2 separate regions of the Mus musculus genome follow, and region 2 is linked to region 1. A link is a contact called in public promoter capture Hi-C data. All regions are on one chromosome and are shown on one strand. The core of a region is the stretch at or near the end of the contact, and the rest is flanking DNA. Distances in the headings are between cores, read along the strand shown. Region 1 holds the start of Fubp1 (far upstream element (FUSE) binding protein 1). Region 2 holds the start of 4930592C13Rik (RIKEN cDNA 4930592C13 gene).

What was found. Promoter capture Hi-C pulls out the DNA fragments that hold promoters and counts their contacts.
Region 2: a contact with region 1 is called in a promoter capture Hi-C map of pre-B cells. The contact joins the promoter of 4930592C13Rik here to the promoter of Fubp1 in region 1. A contact is called at or near these places in 2 of 39 promoter capture datasets (cranial neural crest and pre-B cells), 3 of 484 Hi-C or Micro-C datasets (CD4 T cells, embryonic stem cells and pre-B cells) and 1 of 9 other capture datasets (liver).

Annotation. Positions count from the first base shown.
Region 1 is chr3:152,205,088-152,211,950 of GRCm38.p6, forward strand. Fubp1 (far upstream element (FUSE) binding protein 1) reads left to right here and starts at 5,335. Exons shown (of 20, transcript NM_057172.4): 1 at 5,335-5,613. The coding sequence starts at 5,506. Gm40180 (a long non-coding RNA gene) reads left to right here. Exons shown (of 3, transcript XR_867759.3): 3 at 1-3,801. It also overlaps a transcript of Dnajb4 not described here.
Region 2 is chr3:157,531,988-157,538,531 of GRCm38.p6, forward strand. It overlaps 4930592C13Rik (RIKEN cDNA 4930592C13 gene), which reads right to left and starts at 2,103. Exons shown (of 2, transcript NR_152231.1): 1 at 2,023-2,103. Zranb2 (zinc finger, RAN-binding domain containing 2) reads left to right here and starts at 2,178. Exons shown (of 10, transcript NM_017381.3): 1 at 2,178-2,487; 2 at 4,347-4,399; 3 at 4,491-4,599; 4 at 5,600-5,682. The coding sequence starts at 2,432.

The DNA of each region.
Region 1 (6,863 bases), core at 4,085-6,584:
CACTGACATCTATGACTAAGAGTATTTTTGCGAGGGTGGCATCTTTATTGTTTAATAGGCCTGCCCAGCTCTTTTATGGGATTGAAAAACTCAAGAATTACTGCATACCTACTATAGGTCAATCCTCAAATCAATATCAAGTTCAAGGTCAACCTGGGCCACACAAGATTCTGTCTTGAAAAGAAGAAATAAAATGAAGACAAAGACTACATTTGATTCTGAGGAAGTTTGTATATCCTTAGTTGCTACAACTAGAAATGACTATGATAATCGTAGAAAAACAGTAGCTTCAAAGTCTTTGTGTAAAAAGTTTAATTCCAGTTTTCTCTCAAGTATGTATCTCTTTAAATATATTTTCAAAATGAAATAAAACCAACTAATAAAAAACAATGCAAAAGCATAAAGAGAATCAGAGGGCAAATTCCAGAATGATCATAGTTATAAATATCATGAAAAAATAAAATTCTACTAAAAACAAAGCTGTTATCTCAAGTGAGTCTTAAATCTCATATCCACCAAGCTTTACTTAAGGATTTATCTGGTAAAGATCTTCAGTTTCCAAGTGATTTTTCTCCAGGAAGAAATGTTATAAAGGAAAAGTAGAGACCCTGATTACAAAACCAAGACGAGCTGAGTTCTACACATTGAATATATTAAACCACAGGCACTTAATATTAAGGCATGATCCTCTGGAAACCTAAGCCTTTTTTAAAATTAGTTTTATGATCATTTCAAAATCCTCTCAAATTATTTAACTGTTCATTTTAGGACTCAAATTATGTCATTTTAAAAGATAATATCTAATAAAGTTCAGATAAAAAAAAGATTTATTTACATTCTGCCTCCTTAGCAAGACAACTAGAACTCATCTTTAGAAACTAGATGTTGACTATGTAACACACCAGGCAAATGTGATCAAAATACACGTGTGAAAATGGGAGATAGGTTTTATTAATATTTTGAACATATTTAACATATTAGAAATGACTTTATAATCGTACTATGACTGTATTAAAATATTTTTGCAATAAGGAAAAAGGAAATATGGTCCTACCTTGAATTACAAAGCTGATAATAGTTCTGGTAGACTATAAACTTTGTTACCTTATCAGGATATAGCTCAAATGATAAGACTACTTGCTTGTATAGGAGGCCCTGGTTTTGATTTATAACATGGCTGGGAATAAAGCTCTTTGACATTTTAAGGTTTTTGTTCATTTAAGCAGATAGTGAACCAGGAATCAAGTAGCTTCACCTCACAAAAGGTTTGGTGTCAGAGCTGATAGGGCAAGGAGACAGCTTTCATAGGGTGGATTCCTTTGAGTTCAGGCTAGCCTGGTCTATATATTGAAGTCTAGGAAAGCCAAGGCTACAATAGTGAGACCTTATCTCAAACAAGGAACAAGAAACCCCAAATTACCTTCTCTGTGTGTATGTTTGGCTACCTCCAGTTTCAGACACTGGTTAAAATGCTGTTCTCTACCCTGTTCCAAGGTTATATTTGTTAACTTATTTAAAATTTGCATATGTGCACATGTGTATAAATCCACATATGTAGAGGCCAAAAGAACTCAGGTATTGTGCTATACCAGTCTCTGCCTTACTCAATGTATAGCTAGACTGGGTACCTAGTGACCTTGGCTCTGCCACCCACCAGACATAGTGTTAGGGACCTGTCAAATAACTGTGCCCAACTCTTTATGTGGATTCTGGGAATTTGAAACTAAGTCCTCAGACTAACGCATCAAGAGTTCTTACCTGATGAGCCATCTGTAAGGATCCTGAGTTTTACCAAGACTATCTGGACATGTGATTTAAAGTGTACTACAGTCTATAGACTAGCCTTCCTGATCATGAGAATACCAGACAAATTAACATATTTTAGGTGGACCAAGTCCCATTTGCACAGCACCATATGATTCCTAAAGAGTTCAGAAATGCCTCTTCTGAGAATGACAAGGCAGGTTATTATCACTATGTAGATGAGAAATCTGAGACACAGATAGCTCAAGATAAAAAAAAATAAAATATAGTTTAGGTTTTTCAAAAACATTTATTTACTCAACAAATGGGCTGTCAACACAGTGTTAGGAACTGATACTGATGGGACAGACTTGCTCTCCAGTTCACACTTTAAGGGAACTAAGAAAATAAACACAGGACACAGATAAATGCTAGAGAGCGTGGTAATAAGTTAGTGGTTGTTGAATGGCATGAGTCACCGCAGTGGTCTTCATAGAGCTGAACATATGAGACATGGATGAGGCGGTCAAGGCATGCATGCCAAGGGCTACAAGAGCATCTAGGTAGAGGAGAGAGCAGGACTACAGACTAAAGCAGGGAAGCCTTGGGTAGCAAAGTGGACCAATCGCTGGAGGAAGGGGAAGAGGCCTGATTACATGAATCCTTTTCTAGGGCAAAGGATTTAAAGTGTAAGTGGAAATGTATAGGTGAGGCCTGTTTCCAAGAAACCATGAAGAGGTGGATTGTAATTCAGTCAGAAAGAAGGTCTATTTGAGCTATAGAACGGTAGGTAAGGGTATGGTCCTTGCATAATATCTCTAATGGCTATTCCGGGTTGTCAACTTGACTATACTGTAATGAACTACAATCCAGAATTGGAGGGCTCACCTGTAATCTAGATCTTAAGGCTAGAAGACACAAGTTTCTGACTTGGATCTTGGCATGGCGGCTAAGGCAAGAAGATCTGTAAGTTCAAGGTCAGCCGGGGACAAAACAAGTCCCCAGATCCGGGTGTGGTGGTGCAGCTTGTGCTGGAGACCTATGTAAGAATATTGGAAGAGAGAAGATTTGCTCTTCTTCATCTGCTTGCACTTGCACTTACTTGCCAGCACACTGGAATCTACTTCTACAGAAGACCAGCTCAAACAACTAGCCTGAGCAACTACTAGATTCTTGGTCTTCCATTTACAGCATTTACAGCTGCCCACTGTTGGAGAGTTGGGCTACAGACTGTCAGTCATCACAATAAATCTCCTCAGGATAGAGAGACATACCGTAAATTTTGCGACTCTAGAGAACCCTAATACAATACCCCTGTACGTAGAGTATGTTAGTTTTGAGTTCTGTACAAACGTTCTTAAATTTTTTTTTTTTTTTCCAGACAGGGTTTCTGTGTAGCCCTGGCTGTCCTTGAACTCAGGGATCCACTTGCCTCTGGCTCCTGAGCATAAGGATTAAAGGGCACAAAGCACCATCACCTGGCCAACTTTTTTCAAATTTTGAAAGATTATTTTACATGTTCAGGTGTTTTGTTTGTATGTGTATGTATGTACCTTGTGGGTGGTAGGAACTAAACCCTGGTCCTCTGGAAAAGTACCAGTGCTCTTAACTGGTGAGCCATCTTGACAACTCTACAAATTCCTTATCTTTATTTTTTTTGTTGTTGTTAGTGAAACATAAACAAGAAGGAGCAAAACTAAAGTGCTCCCTTTTGATCTGGGACTACAGTGATAGTAATTGGGCCAGGGCTGGAGCAGCAGGGTCAAAAAGTGCTGGACTTCATACACTGGCAAGAGTTAATACGGTCAAGAAAAGGCAGGGGCAGGGATCAAGGAAGAGTCAGAGGTGTGAACTCAGTGCCTGAAGATATTTTCAGTTATCACAATTGGTGGTGCTTAGGAGAGGGCAAGTAGTGGCCAAAGATGCTGCGGAGATATTGTACCATGCAAAGCATACAGCCAAGAATTACCCAGTCCAAAGTCTCTCAGCAGCATTGAGGATAAGAAACCGTAGTCTAAGCTGATCCCAAAGTATTCCATACTACAATACTCACCTTCCCGGTATGCAGTGTTGTAAAAAATGAGAAATGAAGGTCCTTTCAATATTTAGAAAAAATCTAAACGATAATTGGTTATAGGGGGAATAAATAAAACTCTGAATTATTTCAACCAGACATCTAACTAGTATACAAATCTAATTAGTGAATAAAAACATCAATTACTGATGAGTAAATGCTATTTGCTGGGCAAACTTCCTTAAAACGCGACTGAAATACTCTCATTAGCTAGTTTTCCTACATATTGCTATGATTAAATCTGTAGCCCAATACCTTTACTGTTTTTCTAAATCCACGGACATTCCTAGACATCCATGAACAGGTTAAACAGGTCAAACTGAGCTATCAAATGGCTAAGACAGAGCTGGTTTTAAGAAAATCATGCTGTTTGTATCTGCCAGCACCTGACTTAGTAACTGATAGTGGGTACTGGACACATAGTTTCCGGCTATCGGAAAGCCAAGGGAACATATTTCTCTCATTCTAAGATTGGTGTTAAGAAAAATGCTTCTTAGACTGAGAGGGGGGAAACGTCATACATTAGACAGTCCATTTTGCCTTTTTCTTAGCTAAACTGAGAGCAGGGATCATTGTGGCATACTAAGTATAAACAGAATAAAGGCCCAAGAACCCTCATTCACCGTAGTAATTGCCAGCATTAGGCTAGCATGGCTAAGACACGCTCAGGAATGGTCTGGAGAAACGTGGTTATTGGCATATATGACAAATATTAGAAACTGCCTGCAAAGCCAACTAGTCCAGAAATGAAAATTCAGACCATGACATTGATCTGACTACCCGCAGGGGCGCGGGGGGGGGGGTGGGGAAAACGCAGTAAAGCCGGTTTGTGTCAGGAGCATGACACGTTCGTGACATAAGGGGCACATGGTAAGACTGGCCAAAGACACGCAACGCTAGGTGTCTACATACTGGATGTGCAACACTCACGTTTTTAAAGGACAAAGGGCGGTCATACTTTCACCATCCGCTCGCCCACACTATTTTACATAAGAGACTCAGTAGGCAATCGGCTCGAGAACTAAGGGCCCGGTGGTCTGAGTTCCTCCCCGCTTGTGACCGGCCCGGGTGGAGACATGGGCAGAGGCAGCTCGGCGCCCCGGAGCATGGTGGGCTCCCGCCGCCGGGCCGCAGACGGTTCCGCAGCGTCGCCGCGGACGCCCCGCACGCCCCGTGCGCGCGGCCCTCGGGCTGTGCGGCCGCGCGACACTGTTGCGTGACGTCCCCGCCCGACGACGTCAGGCCCCTTACTACGGAAACACGGAAGGACACTAGCTAGCTCCCTGATCCGCGACGGCCTTTCCAAGTCCCCTACAAGCGCGGGCGGCACACTTCCCGGGCGCCACTGCCTCAGCCGCCGAGGCGAGGGAACAATGGCCCGCACTCGCGCTGCGAGGAGGCGCCCAGAGAGACCCTACTCTCGTGGGAGCCCGGTCAAGTCTCGCGATATTCTTCGCCCGGCGTCCCTTCTCTGTACCCTCCACCCCCTCTTCACCCCCCGCCAATCGCGCGTCAGCGCTGAAACATCGCGGGATTTCCGTCTGCCAGTCTCCGCCCCTTTACGGCACGATGGTCGTGCAAGAATGTGATAGAGCCTCGACGGCCGCCATCTTCTTCCTTTCTTAGCAGTTAACCGAGAGCGGCGCCTCCCTCCGCGAGGAAACGGCAGCGTGTGCTGTAGCGTGGGTATGGCCGACTACTCCACAGTGCCTCCGCCGTCGTCTGGCTCGGCTGGCGGCGGCGGCGGCGGAGTCGTTAACGACGCTTTCAAAGATGCCCTGCAGAGAGCGCGGCAGGTAAGCGTGGACCGACCGCGCGGCGGCTTCCCCTCCCCGACCCCCGAGAGCCGCCGGCGGGGCAGGTCCGGCCCTGCTCGCACTCGCGGCTGCCGCCCGAGGAGATGGCGTCTTCTCACGAGGGGTCCCAGCGGCTCGAGGCCGAGCCCGTTGTCGTGGTCTGAAGCGCCCCCCCCTCCCACGCGCTCTCCCCGAGCGTGGCCTCCACTTCCGCCCCGCGCGCGCGGCCTCGCCGCCCCGTGCGCCCTGCCTGCCCCGGCTCCCTCGGCTCCGGTTCCGCCCGACCCAGGCGCGTGGAAGGTTCTGGGCGCTCAGGTCACGGCGAGGGCAAGCCAGGGAGGGCCGGCTGCCTGGCTAGCGGTCCCCGCCGCTTCCCGCGCCGCCGAGCTCTCCACCCTCGCCGTAATTAGCCTAACGTTCCCCGCGGCGTTCACCAGCGAGGCTCTCCCCGGGGCGGGATCTGCGTGCGATCCACCAATCCTTTCCCCAGCTCCAAATGGCCCCGGGCCCTTTCTTCCCCAGCCTTGAGTTTGAATCTGCCTCTCTCTTCCCAAGTCGAAGCCTCCAACCTCTTTGTGCTACGTAGGGACGTACTGTTGCCTCGAATGGCAACCATTTTCCCAGATGAAAAGGGTTGGATAGATAAGAGTCCTTGCATTTGACACCCCCCCCCCAATAACCTGAACGTCAATGTCTTCAAGTAGCCCCCGCCCCCGACTTCTTTGTAGCTTAAAAATGTATAATGTTGCCTTGCCGGGTGGGGTGGTGCTCGACTTTAGTCCCAGCACTCGAGAGACAGAGCCTGGCAGGTCTCTTGAGTTTGAGGCCAGTCAAAACGGCCAAGAGGGACCTGTCTCAAAAAAAAAAGTATGTTATGGAATTTGCCTGTAAGGTAAAATAAACCCTTATGGCTCTGTTGTAGTTGCTAGACATGAGCAGGTTTTTAAAGCCAGCTTTGACTATACTGGAAACTTCCTTCAGGACCGAAAGATTACCGACTCAATCAAGGTTTATCAAGTCTACCATAATACAGCAAGCACACTTATCTAGTGCATAGATACTGAAAAAATATATTTATTCATACAGAGGGATTCCATGAGCAATGTGGTTGGTGTACATAGAAGTCAGAGGACAACTTGTGGGAGTTGATTCTCCTTCCATGTAGGACCCTTTGGTCAGGTGTAAGTTGTTAGGCTCAGGGACAAGTGTGTCTGCCTGGGCATCTGAGGAAACTTTTTGATGCAGGGCCT
Region 2 (6,544 bases), core at 853-3,352, 5.3 Mb after region 1:
GAAATGCACATCTGTGCGCTACCAGATTGTAAAGAAACACTTAAAATATTTCACAGCTCTCCTCCCACCCAGAGTGAAAGTATAGGAGAAACTATACTTTCATATAATGACAAGGAGAGGAAGTCTCTGTACTCTTACATGTGTGGAGGGGGATGGTGGGGGGTGGGGGTGGGAAACATCCCATACCTTTCTCTTTCCCTCATCACTTCACCCTGTGTTAGGGCCCTAGTCAAATGCTTTAGCTATGACAAGCTGCTAAAAATCCAAGGGAAACCTCGTATTTCTCACAAAAGGGCCAAGAAAAGGGAACACTGAAAGACAGACTACGTGAGAGGAATCTAAGAAAGAGATGGACAGAGAGGTATGTCCTCCAAATCTAGTCTGAACCCATACAAGTTCTGTGCTCAAGTATCAACCAAGCAAAGCAGGATGGATATGATTCATGTAATGAACTACAATTAAAAGTACTGCTAAGATACCAAAACAATTCACGTGTTTGTGTGAAGGACAGATAGCAAGATCAAGATAGCAGGGGATGGAGAGTTGGCTCAGTGGTTAAGAGCACTGACTGCTTTTCCAGAGGTCCAGAGTTTGACTCCCAGCACCCACATGCTGATTTCACAACCATCTGTAACTCTAGTTCCAGGGGATCCACACCTTCTCCTGGCCTCTGAGGGCACCCAGCATACATATGGTGCACAGACATACATGTAGACAAAACACCCACACACATAAAAGCACAGCTAATACTCAGCGGTGCCAACTGATATAGAACCATTACTCACACGCAAGACTGAGCCTGTGATGCCAACCCCAGGATTGCTTGCTAAAAGAAAATAAAAATTCCACATTACCCAAGATAAAAATCCAGGAAAAAATCAGTGATTATACAATATGAAATAACTGGGAAGGTGTGGACAATTATCAGAATAAAATACATCCAAGAGCTTTCAAGTGAGATGATCAAGATGAATATAAGTATCAAAAGTGTTAGACATTAAAACCAAAGCAGTTTAATGATTTTTTTTTCTCCTGGATAAGAGCTATATGCGAGAAATATAAATGCCAGAACCCGTGTGCACAAATGTTCACGAGAGTTGATCAACAATGCCAAAACATAGATTTGGGTGTTAACTGTAAGAATATTTGCAAGAATATTTGCATGGGGGAGGGGGGAGCTAGAGAGATGGCTCAGTGGTTAAGAGCAGTGATTGCTCTTCCAGAGGTCCTGAGTTCAGTTCTCAGCAACCACATGGTGGCTTACAACCATCTGTAATGGGATCGGATGCTCTCTTCTGGTGTGTCTGAAGACAGCTACAGTGTACTCCTATAAATAAAATAAATAATCTTTTAAAAAGAATACTTGAATGCACGTTGTGACAAAGTGCAGGGTTTGGGGCTTAACTGTCACAAGAAAGAATTGTGAATATGCATGACTGAAATAAAAGTGAGCTACATGCAACTAACTGCAAACTCAGAAACTACGCGGAACTAAAAGCAACCCTCTGTCACAGTAAATTGTACCATTTCTCACTTTAAAAAATAAGCATACAGTATATGAACTAAATCTTTTATAAAGAACGAGAATAAACCCAAAGGGCCAGTGTTAAATCTGGGGAAAGGTAGTGAGTTGGGGTCAGAATTGTATCAATACTATTTCCTATTTCTAAAACCTTGGGGTGGCTCCTCTGTGTACAGGGCTTATCTCTCACACATATTAAATATTTTTAAAGCTAAGTTTTTAAGCAACAGCCCAAGAAGGAGAGATATCTCCCTTCATTAATATGACTTTTCCATCCAAATACTAAGCAGCCTAACTACACAAGCCAGGTGGAGCTAAAAGTGAGACCCTATGTTCTCACAGGAAAAAAAGTTTATCTTTTTGACGTGGCCTACAGAAGCCTGACAGAGGTTCCAAGTGGTATGTATGAAACAGTAATGTCCGGGGCAACCTGGTTTAATCCTCAGTCTCTGTCCAAAAATAAAAATAAAGTATCTTCTCCAAAGACTCGAGCCTCCCACCTTATTGCTCGCCCCAGTAAACCCTAGGCAACGCGCAAGCCCGTGGGCTATCGAGCCGCGCCGAGTCACTTCCGCCTCTGCGCCCTAGCCCCGCCCCGGAAACGGAAGCGCCTTTCTCTAGGGTCCTTCGGCCTGCGGAGAACTCGGCTGCGATGGCCGCCGGGCCGGGCTGTCCTCACAACGCCTGCTCAGGAGCTCGGTAAGGCCGAAGCGAAGCAGAGCCTCAGGACGGGCTGCTGGCTCCTGGGCGTCGTCTCCGCACCGCTGCTCCAGGCTCGCGGTCCGGCGGTGTGAGTTCTCCCCCACCCCAGGGAAGGGCGGGTCCGGCGGCGCGAGGACAGCCCGGCGCGAGGCCCCCGCGGCTCCGGTGGGGACGTCGCTGCGGGCGGCACTGCTGCTGGCGTCCAAGATGTCGACCAAGAATTTCCGAGTCAGTGACGGGGACTGGATCTGCCCTGACAAGAAGTGAGCGTGGCGGGATACCGTGGGACCTGGGGTGGCCGGGAGGTCCCTGTGAGGGCGGCGACGGGGTCGCGGCCTTTGTGGGGACGGCGGGGCGGTCGCTGCCGGCCTTGAGCGGTCGCGGGCGGCCCGCACGTGACCCCGCGCGGAGCTGAGCTCACGGTTCAGTGGCCCTGCTCCGAGCTCTGCCGGGGCCGCTCGCTGTCCCTCCCTCCCTCCGTCCCTCGCTCCCTCCCTGCGGCCGCCGTGCTTTCGGGCCTGCGATCCGTCCCCAGTGACTTGGCTTTTCTCATCCTCCTGCCGAGAGGCAGGAGGCCTGGGCACGTACGTGGCCGGGAAGCCGGTGTGCTCCGCTTATGGCCACAGAGATCGTTCTGAATAGGTGTCCCTATTTTTAAAGAAAAGTGATGTACCAGCTCGTGTTCTTGGAAAGCCAGAGTCAGAGCTGAAGGAAACCCGGGTTTACTCTTCTGTCTACTGCAGAGCGTCTAGCCTGAAGTACCTTTGCTAGAAAATACATTGCTCGACTACAGTTAACACCGAAATAACATGGGCAGTGTGTGGAGAGCAAGGAAATGATGTCACTCAGATCCACTTGGTTGGTATCAGACTGATATCAGGCTAAGCATACCAAGTCAGCAGACTAGAACCGAGATCCTCTTGGACTGTCACTGCAGGAACTGTGTGACACTTTGGAACCCTTCAGAGATTAAGACACCAGCCTCTCTGCCTTCTGTGTGACTCGTAGAAAACTGTGCTCTTGTGTTCTTACTGAAAGCACCCATGTATATTTTGGGAGGACCCTTCATTCAAAGTCCTGTACACCTAAACTCGGCAGAAACTAAATGTTATTTGTACTGAATATGTAAATCAAGGAGACAGTTTTCAGAATATATTTTCAGTTTTACTTGGAACGTGTGTATTTTTTTTTAACAGAAAAAGGGACCTTAAAGTTGTCTGGAGCCATTCAGTTTAGTGTTACACTTCCTTTCACTATTTTATCTCATTCATTGTTTTTTAATAGGGTGGTGGATTCTTTGTCGTTACTTATTTAAGCTTTAAATTGGAGTATCTAACTGCTTTAACAAATACTAAAGTAGTGCAAGTGTGTGAAAACTTAACTAGTTAATGTCATAAGGTTACACTTTTTTCTGTTGGTTGTGGTTTTGTTTTCTGTTCTTTAGTTTTAGATTTGATAAATACTATAATACTCAAATTTCTTTACAATTTAATTCTGTCTTTAGTTAATATATCAGTCTTTTCCTTATCATCGCACTTCCTACCTCTCAAAGAATGTTTCATCAATTCTCTGGAGTCCTTCTGTAACTGTTCATTCCTGATGGATCCATCCCTAGGATTTTGTGATTAATCTTTTCCTTTTAGACAGAGTTTCTCTATGGAACTCACAGAGATCTGTTTGCCTCTAGCTCACAAGTGCTGTAATTAAAGGCTTGTGCCACCACTGCCCAGCTTGAATTTTATGCTTCTAAAACTCATCACATTTATTACTTGTAACAAACAAGATGAAAGTTGATATTCCTTTTTTTTTTTTTAACTCTCTCTGGTATCTTGTCTAATTGTTATAGAAGAGTCTGACACTTTGGAACAAGAGACTTTTATGTAACTAATGATATACACCAGTCTGAAGATAGCAAGGTTTGGGTCCCAAAGTGGTTCCCACAGTAACTGTAAGCACAAGGTTGAGATTTTTACCCAGCTTTTCCTTCTCCCTGCTGGTGCTTATATTAACATAATGGGATAAGCTTGTTCTGCGTTCCAGGGTGTAGTGAGGACAGTTTAAAATGTAAACAGTTTAAGTATCTAGGAATTACTACTCTAAGTGCATCTCACTTTATTTGCAGGTGTGGAAATGTAAACTTTGCTAGGAGAACCAGCTGTAACAGATGTGGTCGAGGTGAGCGCTGACAGATAATTCTCTTAATACTGTATATGCAGATCATTTCTTTATTTCCCAGGATTTATATCGAGTTCTTGTCTGTTTGCAGAAAAGACAACTGAGGCCAAGATGATGAAAGCTGGGGGAACAGAAATAGGAAAGACACTGGCAGAGAAGAGCCGGGGCTTATTTAGTGCCAATGATTGGCAATGCAAAACGTATGTGCTTCAGATTGCTGTCTGTTACTGCAACAACATGATGAACTCTTGCTAATTATGTGACAAGATGCTATGCCATATTGATCCAAACATTCATTGGTCTTAGGCTAACTATAGTAAAAGGGAAATTTTAAGTGGTATCTTTCAGGGGTGTTACCAGTTGTTGCTGTGGTAGTGTGTAATGAGCTGATAACCAAAGGTCTGGGGGACATTGAAGACCTTGTGGTCTACTTTTTGTTGCTGAATAATTGCATGATTTGGGGTTTTTGTTTTGATTCTACTTTTTGTCTCTTTTATAATATGAAAGCAACTTGAAAAATCTTAAGTTGCCTTCCATAAAAATTGCTTCTTGTTAGATTTTTTTTTTTATTGTTGCCTTTTAGGCTGGAGAGATGGTTCAGCGCTTAAGAGTACTGGATGATCTTCCAGAGGATCCAAGTTAAATTCCCAGCAGCCACATGACAGCTTGAAAAAAATAGAATACTTTTTTCTTTCAGGTTTAGATTTCATTTTGTATTGATTTTCTCAATCTCCACATTTTGTGCTATGTAAATAAATCCTACATATATGAAAAAGCACTGGACCAGAAAAACGTCTTACATAAAGTCCTGGTCCTGTAGACAGACCTTGAACCTTTACAGGAAAGCTGTCTTACAAACTAAGTCACAGGATTTAGTGAACTGCAAAGGATTTCATAGAGGGCACTAAGAATAGCAAACATATTTGTGAAAGGTGAGACCAAACTCTTTAAGGTAGATTCAGAGATGATAGGAAATGGAACCTTTGATTAAAGCACTGCTTTTTCCCCTCAGTAGCAGAATTTCTAGTTATGTCACTTCTCAGTATGTTATATTAAATAGATTTTTAAATTTCATTTTCATTACTCCTTAATCAGGATTACTTTGTATTAATTATTTCACCATAATGTTTTGAATAATATTTTTTCAATGTTTAGGGGCCTTCTAGTTTAATGGTTTTTGGTTTTGTTTTATAATTGTAGTTGCAGTAATGTGAATTGGGCTAGAAGATCAGAGTGTAACATGTGTAATACTCCAAAGTATGCTAAATTAGAAGAAAGAACAGGTAAGAAATATACTACTTTCTCAAGAGAGCATAGCAAGAAAGGGAATCTGTTTACTTCTCTGTGTGTCTCTGTGTGTGTGTGTGTCTGTGTCTGTGTCTGTGTGTGTGTGTGTGTGTGTGTTCTGTTTGAGTCCTGGATGGCCTCAAACTCGATATATAACAAAGGATAGCTTTCATCTCTCAGCTTCTGCCTCATCCTGTATGCTGGTATTATAAGCATGTACCACCACACCCTATTTACTGGGGATTTTTTCCTCTTAGCACTCAAAAAAATTTTATGTGATAGTTTCAATTTATGAAGTAGTGCTAGGCAGCCTTACACTAGCATTTAGGGTTCTAGGATACTTTCATAAGTGCTTTTCTACCTCCTTCTGCTTGGTGGGTGCATGGTAGGTAGTAATGATACAGCAATAGCATATATCCTAGTGTGACAGAAAGGTAAAGGACATTTTAAAGACATCCTGTAAAGCTTAAAAATTAATTCTTAATCTTAGCCACATTTTAGATAGCAGAGAAACTTTAAATTTACAAAATTACAAAGCATAAAACTAAAATCTTTTTTATTGTTGGGAGTTTTGGTTGCATTTTCTTTTTACTGTTTTAAGAGTTTTATATGTGCATGTGTGTTTTGATCAAATTCATAAGATAGACATTCCCTCCCCTTCAGTTTCTCTCCTAACCTACTACATGTTCCCTCCTCAACCTCATATACGTTTGTTCTCGTTCTCTCTCTCTCTCTCTCTCTCTTTCTCTTTCTCTCTCTCTCTCTCTCTCTCTCTCTCTCTCTCTCTCTCCCTCCCTCCCTCCCTCCCTTCCTCCCTCCTCCCCATCCCTCTTCCTTTTTAAACCACCGAGTACATTA